Linked DNA regions of Mus musculus: all the other regions are linked to region 6. A link is a contact called in public ChIA-PET, Hi-C and HiChIP or PLAC-seq data. All regions are on one chromosome and are shown on one strand. Each heading gives the region's core, a stretch centred on a gene start, on an enhancer-like site or on the middle of the called end of the contact. The rest is flanking DNA. Distances are from core to core; before and after follow the strand shown. Region 1 overlaps Gm38598 (a long non-coding RNA gene). Region 2 has its middle 20 kb from the start of 9030607L20Rik. Region 3 holds the start of 2310005A03Rik (RIKEN cDNA 2310005A03 gene). Region 4 has its middle 11 kb from the start of Gm14216. Region 5 holds the start of 9030607L20Rik (a long non-coding RNA gene). Region 6 holds the start of Eif2s2 (eukaryotic translation initiation factor 2, subunit 2 (beta)). Region 7 has its middle 7.2 kb from the start of Gm14216.

Region 1 (2,700 bases), core at 165-2,664, 130 kb after region 6:
TTAAGTTAAGGTCAGAATTATGGGTTTCTCTGTGTAGCTTCTGATGTCCTGGAACTTTCTATGTAGACCAGGCTGGCCTCGAACTCACAGAGATCCATCCATTTAGGAGCTTCTGCTCCCAAGTGCTGAGATTAAAGGCATGCACCACTCTGCTGCCTAGCTCTGTTGCTTTAAATTATGCTGTATGGCTGGGGAGGATCATATGCCCATGTGAGAAGAGGTGTAAGGAGCTCGGAGGAGGGGACCAGATACCCTGGAGCTGTGAAGCAATAGACATGGGCACTGGGAACAGAACTTGGGTCTTCTGAAAAAAGCAACAAGCTCTTTTTTTTTTTTTTAAGAATATTTGTTTTATCTTATGTGTATTTGCTATTTTGTGTGAATGAGCGTTTTGCTGGCTTGTGTGTGTGCGTGCACACAACATGTATGTCCAGTGCCCATAGAGATCCGAAGATCCTCTACAACTGGAGTTATGAATGCTTGTGAGCCACCATGTAGGTTTGAGCCCCAGTCTTCTGGAAGAATAGCAGTGCTCTTAACTGCTGAGCCATCTCTCCAGCTCATCATACTATTCCTTGAGTCTAAACTGGCCTTGAGACTTGATCTGGCCACCAGAAGGAGGCAGAAGCCACTACTCTGCCAGTCTGTGCCTGAGCCACCAGAAGCTCTGCATGATTCTGATCTTAGAGCCCTGCTGCTAACTAGAAAGCAAGCCCAGGCTAGTCTGCAGAGCATGAAAGTCCCAGTAATTCCGCTTCTAGAAATTTAGAAAGGAAACTCTTGCATGTGTGTCCAGAAAATACATACAAGAATATTTGCTTTTTGCTGCATTGTCTGTCACAGAGGAAAATTTGTAAAAAGCATTAACTGTCTACAAACGAGCTTTGCATAGACAAATTTATAAATATTCATGTGATGAACTGCTACATAACAGTTAATATGAATGAACTGTATATATCTGTGTCTACATATATCATCAAAATAGCTCTCAAGTACACATTATTGCATTAAAAGCCTGTTGTAGAAAATAAAATACGATTCTATTATGTGCATCTTAAAGCCATGCAAGACAGGCATATATGATACATTACATGTGTGAAAAGAAAGGTAGATACCAAATTCCTGTGGGTTTCTCTATGGAGGTGGGTATGTACAAGAGATTTCACTTTATATCCTATCAGATATTGTTTTTAATCAGAAGAAAACATTGTAAAATGGTAACACCAAGTGTAGAGGGCACAGACATTTATTAGATTATTCTCTGTTCTCGTCTGTATTTAAAACTTTTACCAACTGAGAAAAAAAAAATCTAATTATACCCATGAGCGCGTTTTGTGATTCGAAACTGACTCTATGTGTGGCTGAGTTTCACATCTGTGTCACTGACATTCATAACAGAACCAGGGCCCTGGGAGGCACATTTTACAGAGCAGGAGTCCCCTGGGGGCTCCCAGCACCTGAGGAAGGACCTGTGGACCTATAGGCCAAGTCTCTCAACCTGAGCCTATCTGACAAGAGCCACCAGATGGGGGACATCTGGGTTACATGTGTAATTGCATCAGGCAACAACACTGCACTGAGCTGGTCTCATAAAGTGACTGGTAGAGAAAAAAAATCAACTGCCGTTCTACTTGCTGAGTTTCCTGGGTGCGTGATCAGGCTTGACGTAGATGGTTTTCTCTAAATGGGCCTTAATCCCACATATTTCAAAGAACCTGTCTGGAAATGAACATTTGTTGGTAAGAGGCAGATTTCGCGGGCGGAGGATGTAGCTCTGTGGGTAAAGTGCTTGCCTGGCGTGCACAATGCCATGGATGCCATCTCAAGCACAAACCTGGCTTAGTGGTATAGGCCTCAGCTTTTGAGAGGTGAAGGCCAGAGGATCAGAAGTTCAAGGTCATCTTTAGCTACGTAGCCATTTTAAGGCCAGCCTAATTGGCTTTAGACACTGTCTCAAAATACAGGCATACAGAGGGAGTGAAAGAGCACAAGAAAAAGAAAAATTTTAAATCAGCCCTAAGTCTGCTGTGATGGCACATACCTATAATTCTAGTGCAGGGGAGACAGGCAGAAGAATGGTGAGTTCCAGGCTAGCCTGGGCTATATAGCAAGACCCTATTTTTTTTTTAAAGACAATAAAAAAAAAAAACCAATCAAACAAAAACAAATTTAAAAAACAGCACTAAGAAAAGAAGTTTGGGGTACATTAGGAATGGAGAAAATTCACACCAAGCAAGATCATTGTTCTCAACAGGTTCCACTCTGTGCACCTGATTTGAAATCCCCTGGGTTCTCTCTTGTTGAGTTTCTCTCCAAAAGCCTCCAGCGTAGGGAATGATGCCACCCACACTGGTCTGGGTCTTCTCACATTAATTAACTTAAGGTAATCAAGACAACCCCTGATGGATACACCACCGGCCAGCCTGGTGTAGGCCATTCCTCACTGGGACACACTGTTCAAGTGATTCTAGATTATGTGAAGTTGACCATTAAAGCCATCACGGTAAAGTCCCTACTAGAGTCAAGCACAAGGACCCGAGTTTGATCCCCAGCACCCACATAAAAAGCCAGGCATGGTGGAGTGTCCTTGTAGTCATGATCACAATCACCAGTGCTGGGGAGGTATTGACAGACAGCTCCTCTGGCCAGCCAGTCTATCCAGCCTAGTTATTGAGACTCAGAAACCAGAGCCTCCAAAAG
Region 2 (2,868 bases), core at 5-2,504, 200 kb after region 6:
CAACTCCTTCACTGCCTAAGCTTGGCTATCCTGGATCTTGCTCTGTAGACTGACCTTGAACTCAGAGATCTGTGTGGCTCTGTCTCCTGTCATGCTGGGATTGAAGGTGTACCACCATGCCTAGACTTAAGCTTTTCTTCACCTAGAACCTGCTCTGTTCAAGACTGGATGTAAAATCAGAGATCTGCTTGCCTTTGCCTCTTGGGATTAAAGGCTTGTACTTTGCTGTGTGGGATCTAGGCCCAAGGTTACCACACTCCCTTAATTCAATTTAATAATCCGTAAACACAAGATTCAGTTCCATTCCACTTTCTGGTGCCCCTTTAATACCATATATTTTGTATTTTTCCTTTCTAAGCTTACTAAGCTTGTTCAAAACGCTCTTCATAAGACTTAACAAGAGAACAAAGTCTCTGCTGGGCTTTTCTGAAATTTCCTTTGTCAATACAATTAATATAAATCTCTACCTTAGCCCCAGGTAGACTCTTCAAATCAGGGCAAAAAACAGCCACATTCTTCACCAAAATACCACAAAAACAGTCTCTATGCTACAAACTGATATTCTTCTCCTCTGAAACCTCTTGGGCCTGGTTTGCAGTCACTCTCAGCAAGTCTTCCATATTCCTACTAGGACAGTCCATTAAGCCCCGTTTAAAACATTCCACCACTTTCCAAATCCAAAGTACTGAAATCCACATTCTTCCAAACAAAAGCATGGTCAAGCAATACTTCAGTCCCTGGTACCAACTTTTGTCTTTAAGTTAGGGTTTTATTGCTGTGAACAGACATCATGACCAAGGCAACTCTTTTAAGAACAACATTTAATTGGGGCTGCCTTACAGGTTCAAAAGTTCAGCCAACTATCATCAAGGCAGGAGCGTAGCAGCATCCAGGCATGGTGCAGCAGGAGCTGAGAGCTCTGCATCTTCATCTGCAGGTCTCTAAGACTCACTTCCAGGCAGCTAGGACTCGGGTAGTAAAGCCCATGCCCAGCCCATGCCCATAGCCCACAGTGACACAAGGCCACACCTCCTAACAGTGCTACTCCCTAGCCCAAACACAGACAAACCATCAGACATTCTGGGACAGGAAAGTCCATCTCCTGCCTTAGCAGGGAACCCCAATAGACTCTTTTGTATACATCCCATCTCCCAGACTCCCTTGTAGTAGGAATGAGTCATGAGACACATGGCCCATGAGACCCAGAAATGACCTGTGTGTAGTCTTCTGGGATCCATTAACACAGGCAGAGGTGAAGCAAGGCCAGATGCTGATCCTCCCATTGTTTGCTCTGGAGCAGAGCGTGACCCAGGGTAGGGCCTGGACCAGAGGCGGCAGTTTAAGGGAAAGGCCCATGTGCCTAGGCAGCGCAGGAGGCAAAGCATTTTTTGTTTTGTTTTGAAGCAGGGTCTCTAAGCAGCCCTGTCCTGGAACTATCTATATAGGTCAGGCTGGCCTCGAACTCAAGTCTCCTCCCTCTACTTCCTGAGTGCTGGGATTAAGGGCGTATACCACGCTTGGCTGTTCTGGCTGCATTTAAGACAGTCTCACCACTACACACAACAAGCTAACCTTGAACTTGTTGTGGTCCTACTGCTGGGATTAGTTATGCACCATCACACCAGAAAGAGCTTTATTCTTGAGAACACAGTTGAGCCACTGAACCCTAACACTTCCATCGAGACTTCCTGTCCTGAGACCAACCTGCAAGTCCCCTCAAGGTGCTCTGTTGCATGTAAACTCAAGTTCCTACACAGAGTAGGTGCTAAAAAAACCAAACCAAAACAAAAAACCTGAGTGAATTTAGAGTAAGTATCATTTCTATGTGTTGGCTGTCTTCTGTTGCTTGTACCCAGAGTATCTAGTACAATAACATCTTTTCAGGCCTGAGAACTTCCTAAGCAAAAAAGAAAAAGAAAAAGGAAAAGAAAAAGGAAAAGAAAAAGAAAAAGAGAAAGAAAAAGAAAAAGAAAAAAAAAACTTCTAGACACTGGTGAGCACTATGCCCCACAGACCCAGGCACGAGGTATATGACTTGTAGAAATAAACACCCTTTTCTTGGAGGGAGCCCAGACAGCGCCCTGGTGTCTGTGCCCGTCAGAGCTGAGGGGAGAGACGTTCTAGGCAGCTGGAGAGACTCAAGAAAGGCTGCTCTGGTTTTCCCACATCAAAGGATGCTTGGGAGCCCCGGTCCTGTTGGCAGAGAGACCCTGGCAAGTAGAGCTTGTGACATTAGCCAAACCCAATCTCCCCCAAACCAGGCAATTTCAACTCAGGCATCAAGTCTCAATCATGAGTGTGGCAGCCAGGGTAGGAGCTGCTTCATTCAAAGAACACGAGACCTAGGGAGCTGTGGGGTAGGGACGGGAAGGGCTCCCATCAGTTCACTTTTGAACGATAAGTCTGGGGAAGGATTAGGAGACACAGCCATGTTGGAGGAGGTATCCCACTGGGGAATAGGCTCTGAGGTCTCAAAAGCCCACGCCGGGCCCAGTCACTCTGGCTCTAAAGTGTAGATTAGATGTGAGCTCTCAGCTACTGCTCCAAAATCATGCCTGCCTGCTGCCACGCTCCCGGATGCTATGATGGTGATGGAAACTGTAATCAAGTCCCCAATCAAATGTTTAAACGTTGACATGTGTCGGACTAAGACAGGAGAGTAGGCAGCTTGATCTGGGCACACTGAAAATAACAATATCCCATTGTGAACTCAGCCTGGTTTTAACCTTAGGACATTGAGAAGCTAGGGGAGTGGGGGTGACTTCTCAACCCTGAACTTGACATCAGGAGGAAGGAACACGTGGAGATCTACTTGACTGGAGGAGAGTGCCCAAAGCATCCGTCAGTTTCACAAGAGGGTAGAAGGAT
Region 3 (2,725 bases), core at 163-2,662, 210 kb before region 6:
TTTTTTTGTTGTTTTGTTTTGGTTTTGGTTTTTTTGAGACAGGGTTTCTCTGTATAGCCCTGGCTGTCCTGGAACTCACTTTGTAGACCAGGCTGGCCTCGAACTCAGAAATCCACCTGCCTCTGCCTCCCAAGTGCTAGGATTAAAGGTGTGTGCCACCACCACCCGGCGTCTCTGTACTTGTAACACATGGTCTGAATGCCTCTTCTGATGTTGATGCTATTCTGAAAGTGTTGGGAGGTTGTCAGGAGGTTAATCATATCAGGAAACTAAAGCCAGCATTGTGGGAGTGGGTTGATCATCAGAAGCAAGAGCAAGACCAGCCCCCACCAACAGCCCCAGCATACACACACACACACACACACCCTGTTCCTTTTTTTCCATGCATCTGAGTCATGATGCAGCAAGAAGGCCCTCAGCAGAGAGCTCAAGGACTTTGAGCCAATTAAACTTCTTTATACGTGTTATAGCAGCAGAAAATGGACTCAGCCCCTAGCTGTGTGGCTCTTTCCTTGAGCAGCTTGACATGGGAGCTGACTCTCCCCATAGCCAGTGGCTCAAGAGAGCAAGATAGAACTTCTCATGGCTTCTCTGACCTGAGGTTGGGCTCTCACTTCTGCAATCCTTCAGTGGTTACAGAGGCCAGTCGCATTCGTGAGAAGGAACTGCCTACAACAGGGAATAGATACCCTGTGGGAGGAACCCCCCCCCTCCCCCCTCCTCCCCCCTTCCCCAGAAAACTGTCCACGTAAGGGCATAGACACCCTGAGGTAAAGATCACTGAGGGCCATCTCGGAGCCACCAAAGCAATAAACTAATTTATCCAAGGTCACGCCCATAGGAAGTGTTATCCCTGAGCTTTGTGAGTTTGTGTGCAAGTATGTGTGATATGTGAATGCACACACGTCTGGGGATGTGCCTGCTCACACTGGTGTAAGTTGAAGTCACGGCTTGACAATGGGTGTCTTCCTTATTGCTTCCACACCTGATTTTTTGAGACAAGGTCTCTCATTGAAACTGCAGCTGAATGGTTTGACTAGATTGACCTGCTAGAAAGCCCCACCCACAGGATCACCTCTATCTACTCACTCCCACACTGGGACTACAGAAGCTTACTGCCACACCTGGATGTTATGGGTTCTGGAGATTTGAACTCTGGAACGTGTGCTTGTATAGCAAGTATTTTATCTATGGGCTATTTTTCCAGACTCTAGAGGCAGGCTTTGAACTCTGGCAATTACTGCATTACAGACTTGACAGTCAGACAGGCAAGAGTCTGTCCTGGAGACACGCATGCTTCAGATTCCAGGGGTCAGGTGACCAGACACTATCTTATGTGTCAGATGGACACTCGTCAGAGATGTGGACTTGAGTGTGCTCATAAAAGGCTATGCACACATCGCTTCTCGGTGTGGACTCGGCGTGTCAAAGGGAACCCGGATTTTAGCTCCAGCTCTGTGGTTGTTAGTAATATGGGACCTCAGACAGCTTTCGGCCCCTTAGGGATCCTTTGTTTTCTCCCCCATGTGCCAGAATAGTTCAATTCCATGGACTCTGAGGTCCTCTAGCAGGGAGACTGGGGGATTTCATGCATAGAGCTGTTCATGGGGAATGCTCAGGGGGTTCCCTTCCTACATTCCCTGACTCTCTTGAGCCACCCTTTCCAAAGTGCTTTAAGAATTGTCTCTGATTGATGGATACTTAAGTTGTCTTCAAGTGAAGTGGACCCTTCAGGTGTGAGGGGCACCCTTCTTAACACGCACCAGATCAGGCCAGGCGGCTCAGCCCAGCTTCACCCGCAGCTGGCTGGTACCATTGTTTCCCCATAAAGCCGGGCTACTTTCCAATTGCTGATGCCCTCTGGCCAGGGGTGAGGCTCAAAGGACTTAGTTGTGTAGCTTCCTCCCTCCCCTAGGGCAGGCCTGGGTCACCCAACAGGCTGACTCAGCCCCTGCAGAGGAACAAAGACGATAGAGATGGTTAATGGAAAGAATTTGACATTTACTACCGCCCGAAAGAAACTTCAAATAATTACCATGAGGACTATCCCCACACTTATTCTGCAGTCCACTGACATCTTACAAACGTTGGGATGTAGGCACTGTTCTCAATTCCAGTACTTAGGGACCCATATTATTATTTTAAAAGATTTGTTTTTCACATGTGTGTGTGTGTGTTGATGTGGGTGCACTCACTCATGCATGTGTGTGGAGGCCAGAGGTCAAAGTTCAGCGTCATCCTCTGTCCTTCTCCAGCTTATTTTTGGGGAGAAATTGCTCACTGAACCTAGCATGAGATTGGCTGGCAGCTGATTCCCCGGGGATGTGCCCGTCGTTATGCAACTGTGCTGGCATTATTGATGATCATACCATGCTTTGTTGTAAGTACCAGCCCGGGTCCTCAGGCTGACACAGCGAGCGCTTTACCTACTGTGCCACCGCCCCAACCCTAAAAATCCTTTACTTTACAAAGTTTCTCCTCAGTATTAAACCCTGTAGGAATTATGAAGAGGAGGCTCCACCCACTTCTAAGATGATGAAAAGACAGAGCAAAAAGAAGTGCAATTCCATCTCTGCCCAACTGGTGGTACAGTACTCTCCATGCATGTAACTCCTTCAGTCCTTGCCACCATTTCTCAGACCACTGCCAGGAAATCTTCCCCTCACAGATGAAAAAATGTCCATGAGGTGATGCAGTCTGTCCAGGATCACACAGCCAGTCGGTG
Region 4 (2,704 bases), core at 103-2,602, 180 kb after region 6:
TGGTTTCTTCAGGATTGAACTACAGCCTCCTGGTGTCTGCTTGCTGAGAGGACTGGACTATAGCTGCTGGTTCATGCCTGGGGTCTGCCTGCCTACAGGACTGGTCTGCAGCTGCTGAGTCATATTTGGTGTTTGCTATGGGACTGAGTGGCTGCCAACGGAGATCAAGCTCGCCCCCAAAGAACTATTGCTGAGCAGGTCCACTTCCCCCACATCCTAATAACTTTTCTCTTCCACGACCTCTGCTGGGTGGTGAGCTTGAGGAGAGGTTGAACCCTTATTAAAAGTAGGTTGCAAAAAAATTTATGCCTACAGCTCTGTTTGAAATCAGAGCCCACACTGTCTCTCACAGCCTTGGGAAATAAGAAAATTCAGGGTTCTTTATGGTTTGGGCCGGGTCAGTGGTTCTGGCTGCTTCTGAGGGTTAGAGTATAGCTGTGGAAATGGCCTTGGGAAAGGTGTAGTGGCTTTAGTCTTTTTTCTTTTCTTTTCTTTTCTTTTCTTTTCTTTTCTTTTCTCTTCTTTTGTTTTCTTTTCTTTCCTTTTATTGGATATTTTATTTATTTACATTTCAAACATTATTCCCTTTCCCAGTTTCCCCTCTGCAAGCCCTCTATCCCATCCCCCTCCCCCTGCTTCTATGAGATTGTTCCCCCACCCACCCACTCCCACCTCACCTCCCTGGCCTTCCCCTACACTAGGGAATCAAGCCTTCACAGAATCAAGGGCCTCTCTTCCCACTGATGCCAGACAATGCCATCCTCTGCTACATATGCAGCTGGAGCCATGGGTCCCTCCATGTGTACTCTGGCTGGTGATTTAGTCCCTGGGAGCTGGGGGGGTAGAGGGGTTGGTTGGTTGATATTGTTATTCCTCCTATGGGGTTGTAAAACCCCTTCAGCTCCTTCAGTCCTTTCCCTAACTCCTTCATCAGGGACCCAGTGCTCAGTCCAATGGTTGGCTTTCAGCATCCACCTCTATATTTGTCAGGCTCTGACAGAGCCTCTCAGGAGACAGCCATATCAGGCTCCCTTCAGCAAGCACTTCTTGGCATCCGCTATAGTGTCTGGGTTTGGTGTCTGCATATGGGATGGATCCCCAGGTGGGGCAGTCTCTGGATGGCCTTTGCTTCAGTCTCTGCTCCACACTTTGTCCCCGTATTTCCTTAGACAGGAGTCATTCTAGGTTAAAAATTTGGAGATGAGTGGGTGCCCCCCCCAAACCGGGGAGGCTCCCAGGACCCAGTGGGAATGAGATTAGCTGAAATGCCTAACAAAGGGGAGGGAGACCCTGTAGAGACCGTATCTAGAGGCTTTAGTCCTTTCTCTGTTACTTCCTCAGACTGCAAGCTGCAGGCCACAGCTCCAGCAGCAGGGCTGCCCAGAACTTCCCACTTAATTAAAAAATAAAATCAAGGAAAGACAACTTTTTATTACACTTCCCTAATAGTGGAAAATAGTTTCAGGCATAAAAAAGGCATTCAGCTGGCTACTTCCCAGGCGTCAAAAATTAACAGCCACTACATTTTATTCCGAGGAATTAATGGAAATTTTTACATGGTGGTGTAAAATGCAGGGGACAAAATGAAGGACATGATTCTTCAGGGCAGAGCTCAGCCCCTGGCTTATGGCTGGGTTTGGCTCTCTGCTCTGAGCTAGCATCTCAGGTAGGGTATAGGAGCCTGGAGAAAAAATCTAGGGGGGGGATTGCGGACAGCTTTGGGGGGAGGGGAGCCCAGCGCTGACCCCTGGAGTCAGCAACTTCCTTACACATCTCTTCTCTGGGGTAATGGCTGCTGGTGGTGGCTTCTGGGCCAGGAGCCCTGAGACCAGTTCCTGTTTCTGCAAATTGAAACAAGAGACCGGCTGTTCTCAGGACCCTAATATCAAACTTGGTCATTGTTCTCCATTGTGAATCCAAACAAGAACCTGGGCTTTGGAGCTGAGTGGGTCTGCCCTTGAACATCAGCTCAGACCCATATCATCCTCACATTAAGCAGGTCATCTCCTGGGCCTCGGTTCCTACCTCTGTAAGATGGGGACAGTTGCACAGTACTTTTGGGGTGACTATTTAAAGAAGACGTCAGTATGTCCTGTTTTGTTTTATTTCTGGCTCTGAGGCCTCTGAGAGAACTCCAGAATGCGCACACATAAGGCCCACTCCCCTCCCACCCCGCTTCATTCGACTGGAGAGATGGCTCAGCGGTTAAGAGCACTGTCTGGAATTGAGCTTCCGGCGCAAGGGTCACGGACAAAATGGTGCTCCCAGTTCAGGTCTCTCCACTCTTCAAGTTCGGCCGGTACTCAGCTCTGATCCTCGGCCTGGCATAGGGCGCCAAGCACTACGGTTACCACCACCACCCACCACCCCACCCTACCCCCGGCAGAGGAGGAGGGAAGAGCAGCAGAGAAAGAGACTAGTTGAGTTGAAATGAATTGAGAGAGAACTGGCCCAAGATGACAGCATTCTCAAGTGAGGCATCAGTGAGCTTGCTTTCTCTCTTGAGGATGAAGAAAGCTTCTTTGTGTGTGTGTGTGTGTGTGTGTGTGTGTGTGTGTGTGTGTGTGTGTGTGTGTCGTGTGTCCAGGGGTGGGGGAAGAGGGGAAGCGCTGTCTGCTCTTCCAGAGGTCCTGAGTTCGATCGCCAGTAGCTCACAACCATCTGTGATGGGATCTGATGCCCTCTTCTGGCACGCAGGAGTACA
Region 5 (2,700 bases), core at 90-2,589, 220 kb after region 6:
CGCTTCCAGTGTACAACTGTTACAAGAGACCAAACTAACAAGGCCTTTCCGAGTCACAGGGAGAGGGCTGCAGAGACAGACACATTCCCCTGTCCAAAAGACAGCAGGCTAACCAGGGGAGGGGGGGAAAGACTTTCTTCTGGGAAGACAGCCTTGTGCTTGATTGGTCTGTTCAAAAATAGGGCAAAAACCTCAGAGCCCTGATGCTTGTCTTCCTTTTACTCTGCATGCAGCTTAAATAGAATATGTACCCCGAGGAGCAGGCAATGTCCCACTCCCTCAGGATCCTCGGTACACAGCAAGTGCTCAGAGACACTCATGCATAGGAAGTTGAAGCCCTGGGCTCAGAGCTCAGCAGATCCTGACTGGTTACCACTGAAGGAGGGGGCCTAGGGGCAGAACCCCGGTCTCCTGCTTTCCCTACAAGCCCAGCTTGATCTAGGAGACAACACCTGAGCAGGACAATAAGCCGGACAATAACAGGAGAAATGAGACAGACAACAGTTTCCTATGAACAGACCCCTTAAAGCCCCAGCCTTAGCAAACAGACCGCTTCCCTATGCACAGTCCGGTAGGCCTGTTAGCCACAGAGCTCAAAAGCTCCGGTTTGTAGTGATTGGCTAGTCATGAACACATGATCCCAGCAGCCAATCAGAATTCTTTTGAGTTTTCAATCTGCGAAGGGAGATCACGAGGTAGGAAGAATTTACAGGAACAAAACTATTAACCATACTGGCCATCTAGTCAATGAGTAGACTTACAAGGGAGTCAAAAAAACGGTGATAACTGGCAGAAGAGAGCCCAGCCCCACCCTGCCCTTTCCCACAGTCATCGAGTCAGTAAACCCTTTGGCTGCGGAGTAACCAATGCCAGCCCCTATAACAAGAGTAGCAATGGCTCTGCTTGTAATCCCCATATTCAGAGGTGGAAGCAGAGGACTCTCTTGATTCAAGGCCATCCTCCGGAAGTTCCAAGTCGGCCTGGGGTAATGAGCCTCTGTGCCCAGGGAAAACCAAAACAACCGCACTTAGCCAGAGATGGCGCCCGAACTCCATCCCGCTCAGTCCCTCTGACTCCAGAACCTTCCACTACTGCATCACATTTTGAGAAGGAACTCATCTTAACGACAGGAAGGAGCCAAACATAAGAACAGTTTTACTTAAGAGTAAACACGGGAGGACTGGAGAGATGGCTCAGCTTGTTAAGATCAGGGCTGCTCTTCCAATGGACCTGGATTCAACTCTCAGCACCTGCATGGTGGCTGACATCCACTTGTAATTCCAGTTCCAGAGGACCTGACACCCTCTTCTGGCCTGCCTGGACACCAGGCATGGTACACATGCATACATGAAAGCAAAGTATCCATATACATAAAATAAAGCAAAAAAAAAAAAAAAAAAAAAAGAGTAAACACAGGAACTGGGAGATGGCTCAGCAGTTAAAAGCACTGACTGCACTCGCACTCACAAAGGACTCACGATCAATTCCCAGACCTACAGCAGTTCACAACTGTCTAACTCCAGTTCTAGAAGACCTGACACCCTCACACAGACATACATGCAGGCAAAATGCCCATGCTCATAAAAAATTTTTTAAAATAAAAATAGTAAAGGGAGCAGTTTAACAACGTAAGTGTACTTAATGTCACAGAGCTGTCACTACATGCTAAAATGATGAGTTTTATCTTCTGTGTTATATACATTTTTGTTTTGTTTTGTTTTTCGAGACAGGGTTTCTCTGTATAGCCCTGGCTGCCCTGGAGCTCACTTTGTAGACCAGGCTGGCCTCGAACTCAGAAATCCGCCTGCCTCTGCCTCCCGAGTGCTGGGATTAAAGGCATGCGCCACCACGCCCGGCATATATACATTTTTTACCACAACTAAAACACAGAACCGGTGGCTGGAGATGTAGCTCAGTTGACAGATTATTTGCCTAGTGTTTGCAAAGTTCTGGGTCCCATCCCAGCACTTCAAAAATCAGATGTGGTGGCACATGCTTATAACCCCAGCCCTGGGAAAGAGGCAAGGGGTGATCGATCAGAAGCTCCCATTCCATGCTGGCCACATTCCAAGTTTGAGACAGGAAAGCATTCGAATGGCACGGGCAAATCCCTGGGTTCAGTCTCCAGCACTAAAAGCAACAGCAGACTGGTCATGAGCCCACTACCTGCTCATCCCTGGAGACACAGCAGATAAGATGTGTCATGTATGTGACATGTCATGTATGTGAGGCAACAATTGGAGGACAGGTGTTAAAGTGCACAGAATCATCAAAACCTGAAATACTGTTTAAAAATAATCTCTGTTCCCTGGAGCAAGTCACAACAGTGTAGGCCAAAATCCAGTGGTGCAGGAAAGAATGCAGGGTAGGGAGTGATCAGGAAGTAGGCGTTCTGATCGAGCACAACACATTGCCCCACAGTCACAGCTCTTAGGAGGCAAAGTCAGGAGATGATCATGGGTTCTAGGGCAGCATGAGCTAGGCAAGATCCTGTCTCAAATACAGGCAGGAGTGCTGAAGATACAGCTGTTAGACTGCTGGGTTCTGGTTCCTGGACTGCATAAATTGAGCACTGTCTCAAAAAACAAGGGGCTCTGTGAGTAAAGACTAATGATGTAAGTTCAATTCCCCCGGACCTATACAACACAAGACAGAACAGCTGACTCCACAGTTGTCCTCTGACCTCCACAGATGCAATAT
Region 6 (2,740 bases), core at 19-2,518:
TAAAGTATATTAATCAATTAATTGATTAATTTAAAAAGATAAAATCTTATGTAGTCCAGGCTGGTTATGAAATTCTGATATTCATGCCTCTACTTCTCAAGAGCTAGGATGGTAAGTGCTACCACACCCAGCTCAGACAGACCATTTTGTAATTCCAGTAGACCAAAACAAAGACAAACTCAGTAATCAGGTATGAATACAAAAATCAATCAAGAAGAACATTTTGCCAACTACAAAAATCACTAAGTACTTTCCCCATCTCTTCTAACGTGAGGGCTTTTTTTCACTAATCATAGATTAATCCTCACTTGATTCTTTTTATGCAAGAAGCATTAAAAACTTGATAATTACTCTCATCTCCTGATAGCATCTACTTACTTGAGCAGTCCCTTCAGTCACCTGAGTGGATCACCTGACGCCCCAGCTGAGCATTCTTTCAAACAGTGGGGCTTTGCAGTTCCCTGTGGTTACAAACACAGGTGTTTTTTTGTTGTTTTGTTTTTTAACTACAAGCGCATACTCCGAGGCCTTCCTAAATGGCAGCTGTATCTCCCCAGGGAAAATAGATGATACATCCAGAATTGTCTAGCAAAGACTCCATAAACAAGGAGTCATGTACCATATAAGGAAGCTTTAGTCAAAAAAGGACACATAATTAATAGTCCCAGATGATTATATCGCCTAGGACGTTGTAGTGTCTTTACTTATATGGTATGAAGTTCGTCAACAAGTTAATTACCTACTCTACACATTTCTCAACATAGCCCCTTTATTGAGCTAGTTAAGACTATTTCGAAGCTTCCTGACAGACTGTAGCTTGCTGGGCTGTTTCTCCTCAGAGGACGGCTTCGTTCCTCGGTCTAACTATGGAAAACCAGGGAAGAATCTTCTGAAGTAAAAAGCTAGAAGGTTAAACTTCTCACGAAGTGAAACGCTTCTACTGAGGTGCATTCCTCGAATACTAGACCGATTCTAGGGGAAAGCGTGAACTCAGCTCCACGGGTTCATATTAGGGTTTCCACTAAGTTAAACCTGAAAAATGGCCCCAAATTCACTTTACAAGCAACACAGCACTTTTCGAACCTCTTAGGTAACCAGCAGCACAAGAACCCGAACATCCTGACATGTTTAAAACAGTCGTGCACGCCCTCGAAACTCCCGAAGCGCACAAGCGCCGGTCTTTTCTAGCCAAACTACAAGTCCCAGTATGCCCGGCGCCGGGGAGTCGCCGAATAACTCGCGCCACGAGAAGCACGTAAGGTTGGCTTTACTGTACGCCTGCGCTTTGGCGAGCTCTGCGCAGGCGCACTTCCAACGTTTGAGAGGAGGGCGGGGTGTCGCTCCCTTTCGCTGATGCAAGAGCCTAGTGCGGTGCTGTGAGAAGTATCGGTGGGAGCTACGCTGACTCCGGGCCGTGAAGCCGACCGGTTTGACTTTTCATCCCTGCCGAACCCGCTCGAACTACAGCCATGTCCGGGGACGAGGTGAGAGGCTGAGCTGGAGTTAGGGCTAAGGACTGAGGCAGGAAGCCGAACCCACACCTGTGTGAGAAGCCGGGCCTGCGGCCTAGCTGTAGCCGGCCGCCATGTGGAGCAGCCCGGCCTAGGCGTCCCGGAGCTGTGGAGCCGGCGAGGACTCTGGATCCTCAGACTTGGTCTCCCTCGGCTCTCCTCAGGGCGGCGGCGAGGCCTGTCTCCCACGGTGATCGGCGTTTCGGAATGGAGAGCGTGTTGAGCCGTCCTCTCGGAAAGGGGTTGAATGCCGAGTTAGTTTGCCCGGCCGCCCCGGCATTCCTTTCCTCACACACATAGCCGCCTCGGCTCTCACGGCTGAGGGGTCAGGGTGCCCTGCGAGGCCCCTCTCGGTTCCGGTGGAGCACCGAGGTTAAAACTTTGTAGGCTGCCTTTTCCGGGCGGATATCTCGCTCCCGTTTCCCGCTCGAGGCCTTATTTCTTAAGACAGGAACCCAAAGAGCCAGAGGAGAAGATATTTTAAGTCTCAGGAAGTGACCACCTTTCGAGAAAAGTTTTCGGGCCCGAGTCCCAAAGTTTCCTTTACAGGCGAGGTGAGCAGGAAGGTCCGGCTGTGAAACTGACTGGGTTTGGATCTCAGAATTTTTCAAGCCCCGTCCCCCGTTTTATTGTGTCTTTTTTTTTTCTTTTAAATCTTTTTGGGTTTTGCCTTTTCCAGATTTATCCTAGTTCACATACCATTAAATGACTTTAAAGAAAAAAGAGTGGTCTTGGCTTAGATATTGCTTAGCATTGGGCCTAGAAGCCTAATCCTAGCCCCAAGGAAGTACTTTACGAAGAATTTGTGACTTACTTGACTTACAGGCCTAGGGGAGGGGTAAGAGGAATAGTTGAAGGTTCTGTGCAGAGTTGGCTTTTGAATGGGCTCTAGAAATGATCAGAATTTTCTCAACCAATGAGAAAACTGATCACAAGGCGTTTATGGTCAAGAAGGGAGAAAGTGCATAGAAAGTGAAGTATTCACTAGTTTGGTTGAAGTAGATGCTGGTTAGTTTATGGAGGACTTAGGTAACTACATTAAGGAATTAGAGATTTGTTTCATGGGAACTAGTTCTAGTTTAAGTTGGTTTCCAGGGTTCAGTAAAATAAATTCCTGTAAGTCCATTTTAGAGATGAGCCAATTGGAGCTTAGAGTTGTACAGTGCCTCTAATAAAATTCCAAGTGCCTGAGCTAGTAATAGAATCCCAGCTCTGTGCAGTATGCCTTC
Region 7 (2,700 bases), core at 172-2,671, 160 kb after region 6:
GGTGTAAGAGGAAGAAGAAAAACAGAGTAAAAGACAATTTTAAAAGTGAAAATATATGCTCGAACGAGCACTTGCCACTTCCTGCGTGGAAACCGGCGTTTGCTCTCCTTTTCCTGTGACAATCCCCATTCGTCTTCCCGGGGTTCTGCTCCATGGCCCCTATCTTTCCTTGTTTGCAGCAGGGTCAGCTCTTTACTGTCAGGGTCTCTCTTCAGGACTATGGCACTTGTATCAGTGGAGAACTACAAGTAAGAGAATCCGCTACAGGTGGGAGAACCTGACAGGGATTTTACTGTTTCCTTCATACACACACACACACACACACACACACACACACACATATATATATACATATACCCTCATAACCTGAGGTGGCTCACCGGGTTCCATGTCCCAACACATTTTTTAATTATTTATTTATTTATTTTGTTTTTTCGAGACAGGGTTTCTCTGTGTCGCCCTGGCTGTCCTGGAACTCACTTTGTAGACCAGGCTGGCCTCAAACTCAGAAATCCGCCTGCCTCTGCCTCCTGAGTGCTGGGATTAAAAGCGTGCGCCACCATGCCCGGCGTCCCAACACATTTCGACAGTTTTATGAATCAGGCATGATGATATACAACTATAATCCCAGAACTCAAGAAGCTGAGGCAGGAGGATTAGTTACTTAAAGCTAGCCCATGTTGCATAGTGAGTTTGAGGCAGACTTGAGTTACAATGCAAGATCCTATTTCAACAAAGGATTAAAGGCCTTTCAAAATTCTAAAACCTTTTACAGGAAGAAGAAGAAAAGACTATCATGGTGATGTGGACTGAGACTTCAGACACTATAGACCGTGTGAAATCCAGGCTGTGAAAGTGGCTCAAGTGGGTGAAGCACTTGCCTTATGTGTGTGAGGACCTGCATTTGAGTCTCCAGCACTCCTCCTGGGATGTGGGAAGTGGAGAATCAATCCCCTGGAGCAGGCAGGTCAGCAAGCCTAGCACGAGGCACAGTGATAACCAAAGGAACTGTCTCTAATAAGAGAGAGGGCAGGAATTCCCCAAGATGCCCTGCACTCACATTGTAGACCATACAAGCCTGAGCTCACAAACGTATGCAGAGAGATTTTTAGAAAGAAAAGACAAGTATAAAGGTGAAGGGAGCCCAGGATGAGGAGGGAATTCCTCCTGACTGCAAAAGCTGTCTCTGGCAAATGACTAGAAGGTGACCTACTTTGATTATGACAATCAAGAGGAAACCCCTTCACCTCACATTGACTTGGTGGTGGTGCTAAGGAAGGAATCTGATCACCCTCTAAAGGTCGGGCATGAAAGAAAAGAAGGCTGCGTCTCTGTACTGAACTATTGTAAAGTGAGGGGAAACAGACAGCTTGCCCATCTTCACTGACAGTCCCTTCCGATGAGTCACGGTGTTGCAGCTTCATGGCTGTGGTTTAGTACTGTCTGACCAAAGCATCGACAAACCGGAAGGCACACAGTCATGTGTGAGTTACCAAGAGACTTGAGCTATCAGCAACAGAAAGGTCCTGCTTGCTAGTGAACAGAGGAGACTCTCTAATACACATGCCTTCAGGGACATTTAAAGTCCAAAATATTCGAGCTTTTTACCTTCAAGTCTTCCCCCCCCCCAGTTTTGGGGGGTACTGTATGAATGTGTGTTTGTGTGACTGTGTATATACATGCATGCACGTGTACACATATGCATGTGGAAGTCAGAGGTCAATATCAGATATCTTCCCCTGTCATTATCCCTTTCCACCATATCTTTAGAGACAAGATCTCTCACTGAGGCAAGCACTCTCAGATTGACTACGTTGATTCTGGAAATCTGCCTGTCTCTACTGCTCAGCCCTAGGACTGTAAATGTGTGTGACCATGCCAGCACATGGACATGCCTGGGTATCTGAACTATGCCTGTACCACAGGCACTTCACCAACTGAGCTATCTCCCAGCACACACACACACACACACACACACACACACACACACACACACACACACACACACACACACACTGTTAATCCCACAGAGTCGAGGAGAAAGACCACCAACCCAGATTATGGCCAAAATTAAAGCAAGGTTTTTCTGTGTACACATCGAAGCTGAATCTGGCATCTGTCTCCCTCTGGGGCCAAGTTCATGAGGCCCCGACCTAATTTCTCAAGTCCTTTAGATAAGGCAAAAATCCTAGGGTAGGGGACTTTTCACATAAGCATGGTTACAGAAGCAAGACCAGGCAATTAAGGAAAGTGGGTCACAGAACAAAGGGTATGCAACATTCCAGAGAACAGGTGGCTCCTGGGGGTTGGTTTGCTGTTCATTAATGGGGTAGGGCTCAGCTCAGTTCTGAGAAACAGAAACTCAAGTTTTATTATAAAGAGAAACTTAACTTGGCTATAGACTCAAAATGGCCCCTAGGAACAAAACAGACACTGTCTGGTTTCTCAAAGAGAGAGAGGGGAGGGGAGGGGAGGGGAGGGGAGGGGAGGGGAGGGGAGGGGAGGGGAGGGGAAGGGAGGGGAGGGGAGGAGAGGAGAGGAGAGATTGATCATGTAGCCCAGGGTGGCTCAGAACTCACTGTTTAATTGAAGATGATATTAAAGCTCTGATCCCCTGCCTCCCCCACCCCCAGTGCCGGGCTTACAGGTTTGTGCCACAACACCTGGCTTATGAAGTGCTGCACAACACCTGGCTTATGA

What was found. Hi-C and Micro-C count contacts between places; a contact is called where the count stands out from the background. ChIA-PET counts read pairs in DNA pulled down with a chosen protein or histone mark. HiChIP or PLAC-seq counts read pairs in DNA pulled down with a chosen protein or histone mark.
Region 1: a contact with region 6 is called in an H3K4me3 HiChIP or PLAC-seq map of the 230-238 cell line, with 2.1 times the contacts expected there. The contact joins the enhancer-like site here to the promoter of Eif2s2 in region 6. A contact is called at or near these places in 5 of 39 promoter capture datasets (erythroid cells, fetal liver, frontonasal cranial neural crest and 2 more), 7 of 115 datasets of contacts at active chromatin or transcription factors (the 230-238 cell line, bone marrow-derived macrophages, embryonic stem cells and 2 more) and 3 of 9 other capture datasets (adipose tissue, liver and pancreatic islet).
Region 2: an H3K4me3 HiChIP or PLAC-seq map of the 230-238 cell line shows a contact between it and region 6, with 15 read pairs. The contact joins the enhancer-like site here to the promoter of Eif2s2 in region 6. A contact is called at or near these places in 17 of 39 promoter capture datasets (the 3T3-L1 cell line, 3T3-L1-derived adipocytes, the C10 cell line and 12 more), 2 of 15 datasets of contacts at CTCF or cohesin (CD8 T cells and large pre-B cells), 1 of 484 Hi-C or Micro-C datasets (bone marrow-derived macrophages), 29 of 115 datasets of contacts at active chromatin or transcription factors (the 230-238 cell line, the NIH/3T3 cell line, the SCID.adh cell line and 22 more) and 4 of 9 other capture datasets (adipose tissue, bone marrow-derived macrophages, liver and 1 more).
Region 3: a contact with region 6 is called in a Hi-C map of extraembryonic ectoderm, with 2.5 times the contacts expected there. The contact joins the promoter of 2310005A03Rik here to the promoter of Eif2s2 in region 6. A contact is called at or near these places in 5 of 39 promoter capture datasets (the 3T3-L1 cell line, cranial neural crest, frontonasal cranial neural crest and 2 more), 1 of 484 Hi-C or Micro-C datasets (extraembryonic ectoderm) and 2 of 115 datasets of contacts at active chromatin or transcription factors (embryonic stem cells and microglia).
Region 4: an H3K4me3 HiChIP or PLAC-seq map of bone marrow-derived macrophages shows a contact between it and region 6, with 3 times the contacts expected there. The contact joins the enhancer-like site here to the promoter of Eif2s2 in region 6. A contact is called at or near these places in 9 of 39 promoter capture datasets (the 3T3-L1 cell line, 3T3-L1-derived adipocytes, the C10 cell line and 6 more), 2 of 15 datasets of contacts at CTCF or cohesin (CD8 T cells and large pre-B cells), 1 of 484 Hi-C or Micro-C datasets (bone marrow-derived macrophages), 36 of 115 datasets of contacts at active chromatin or transcription factors (the 230-238 cell line, the NIH/3T3 cell line, the SCID.adh cell line and 24 more) and 4 of 9 other capture datasets (adipose tissue, bone marrow-derived macrophages, liver and 1 more).
Region 5: an H3K4me3 HiChIP or PLAC-seq map of embryonic stem cells shows a contact between it and region 6, with 20 read pairs. The contact joins the promoter of 9030607L20Rik here to the promoter of Eif2s2 in region 6. A contact is called at or near these places in 9 of 39 promoter capture datasets (the C10 cell line, the HPC-7 cell line, cranial neural crest and 5 more), 2 of 484 Hi-C or Micro-C datasets (CD8 central memory T cells and bone marrow-derived macrophages), 21 of 115 datasets of contacts at active chromatin or transcription factors (the NIH/3T3 cell line, the SCID.adh cell line, bone marrow-derived macrophages and 14 more) and 2 of 9 other capture datasets (adipose tissue and liver).
Region 7: an RNA polymerase II ChIA-PET map of memory CD8 T cells shows a contact between it and region 6, with 407 read pairs. The contact joins the enhancer-like site here to the promoter of Eif2s2 in region 6. A contact is called at or near these places in 7 of 39 promoter capture datasets (3T3-L1-derived adipocytes, the HPC-7 cell line, HPC-7-derived erythroid cells and 3 more), 1 of 484 Hi-C or Micro-C datasets (bone marrow-derived macrophages), 14 of 115 datasets of contacts at active chromatin or transcription factors (the 230-238 cell line, bone marrow-derived macrophages, embryonic limb bud and 5 more) and 2 of 9 other capture datasets (adipose tissue and liver).

What each region holds. Positions count from the first base shown.
Region 1 is chr2:154,756,630-154,759,329 of GRCm38.p6, reverse strand. The region is part of intron 1 of Gm38598 (a long non-coding RNA gene); the gene reads right to left. Among named protein-coding and RNA genes, the nearest start is that of Gm38598, 8.9 kb to the right of the region's middle. Within about 2 kb of position 1,414, at least 11 of the 459 cell types and tissues checked have an H3K27ac peak or open chromatin away from gene starts, as enhancers often do. A contact at or near this core is called in the 230-238 cell line, where this site is marked.
Region 2 is chr2:154,695,222-154,698,089 of GRCm38.p6, reverse strand. No RefSeq gene overlaps it. Among named protein-coding and RNA genes, the nearest start is that of 9030607L20Rik, 20 kb to the right of the region's middle. Within about 2 kb of position 1,254, at least 22 of the 459 cell types and tissues checked have an H3K27ac peak or open chromatin away from gene starts, as enhancers often do. A contact at or near this core is called in the 230-238 cell line, T-cell acute lymphoblastic leukemia and epiblast stem cells, where this site is marked.
Region 3 is chr2:155,098,766-155,101,490 of GRCm38.p6, reverse strand. 2310005A03Rik (RIKEN cDNA 2310005A03 gene) reads left to right here and starts at 1,412. Exons shown (of 3, transcript NR_040634.1): 1 at 1,412-1,463; 2 at 2,256-2,380; 3 at 2,484-2,725. It overlaps Gm45609 (a long non-coding RNA gene), which reads right to left. Exons shown (of 3, transcript XR_001783519.2): 3 at 1,981-2,725.
Region 4 is chr2:154,713,274-154,715,977 of GRCm38.p6, reverse strand. It overlaps the pseudogene Gm14215. Among named protein-coding and RNA genes, the nearest start is that of Gm14216, 11 kb to the left of the region's middle. Within about 2 kb of position 1,352, at least 18 of the 459 cell types and tissues checked have an H3K27ac peak or open chromatin away from gene starts, as enhancers often do. A contact at or near this core is called in bone marrow-derived macrophages and differentiating embryonic stem cells, where this site is marked.
Region 5 is chr2:154,675,178-154,677,877 of GRCm38.p6, reverse strand. 9030607L20Rik (a long non-coding RNA gene) reads right to left here and starts at 1,339. Exons shown (of 2, transcript XR_866878.2): 1 at 1-1,339. The region is part of intron 1 of Chmp4b (charged multivesicular body protein 4B); the gene reads right to left.
Region 6 is chr2:154,891,434-154,894,173 of GRCm38.p6, reverse strand. It overlaps Eif2s2 (eukaryotic translation initiation factor 2, subunit 2 (beta)), which reads left to right and starts at 1,268. Exons shown (of 9, transcript NM_026030.2): 1 at 1,268-1,484. The coding sequence starts at 1,470.
Region 7 is chr2:154,731,657-154,734,356 of GRCm38.p6, reverse strand. No RefSeq gene overlaps it. Among named protein-coding and RNA genes, the nearest start is that of Gm14216, 7.2 kb to the right of the region's middle. Within about 2 kb of position 1,421, at least 83 of the 459 cell types and tissues checked have an H3K27ac peak or open chromatin away from gene starts, as enhancers often do. A contact at or near this core is called in the 230-238 cell line, the HPC-7 cell line, bone marrow-derived macrophages and 1 more, where this site is marked.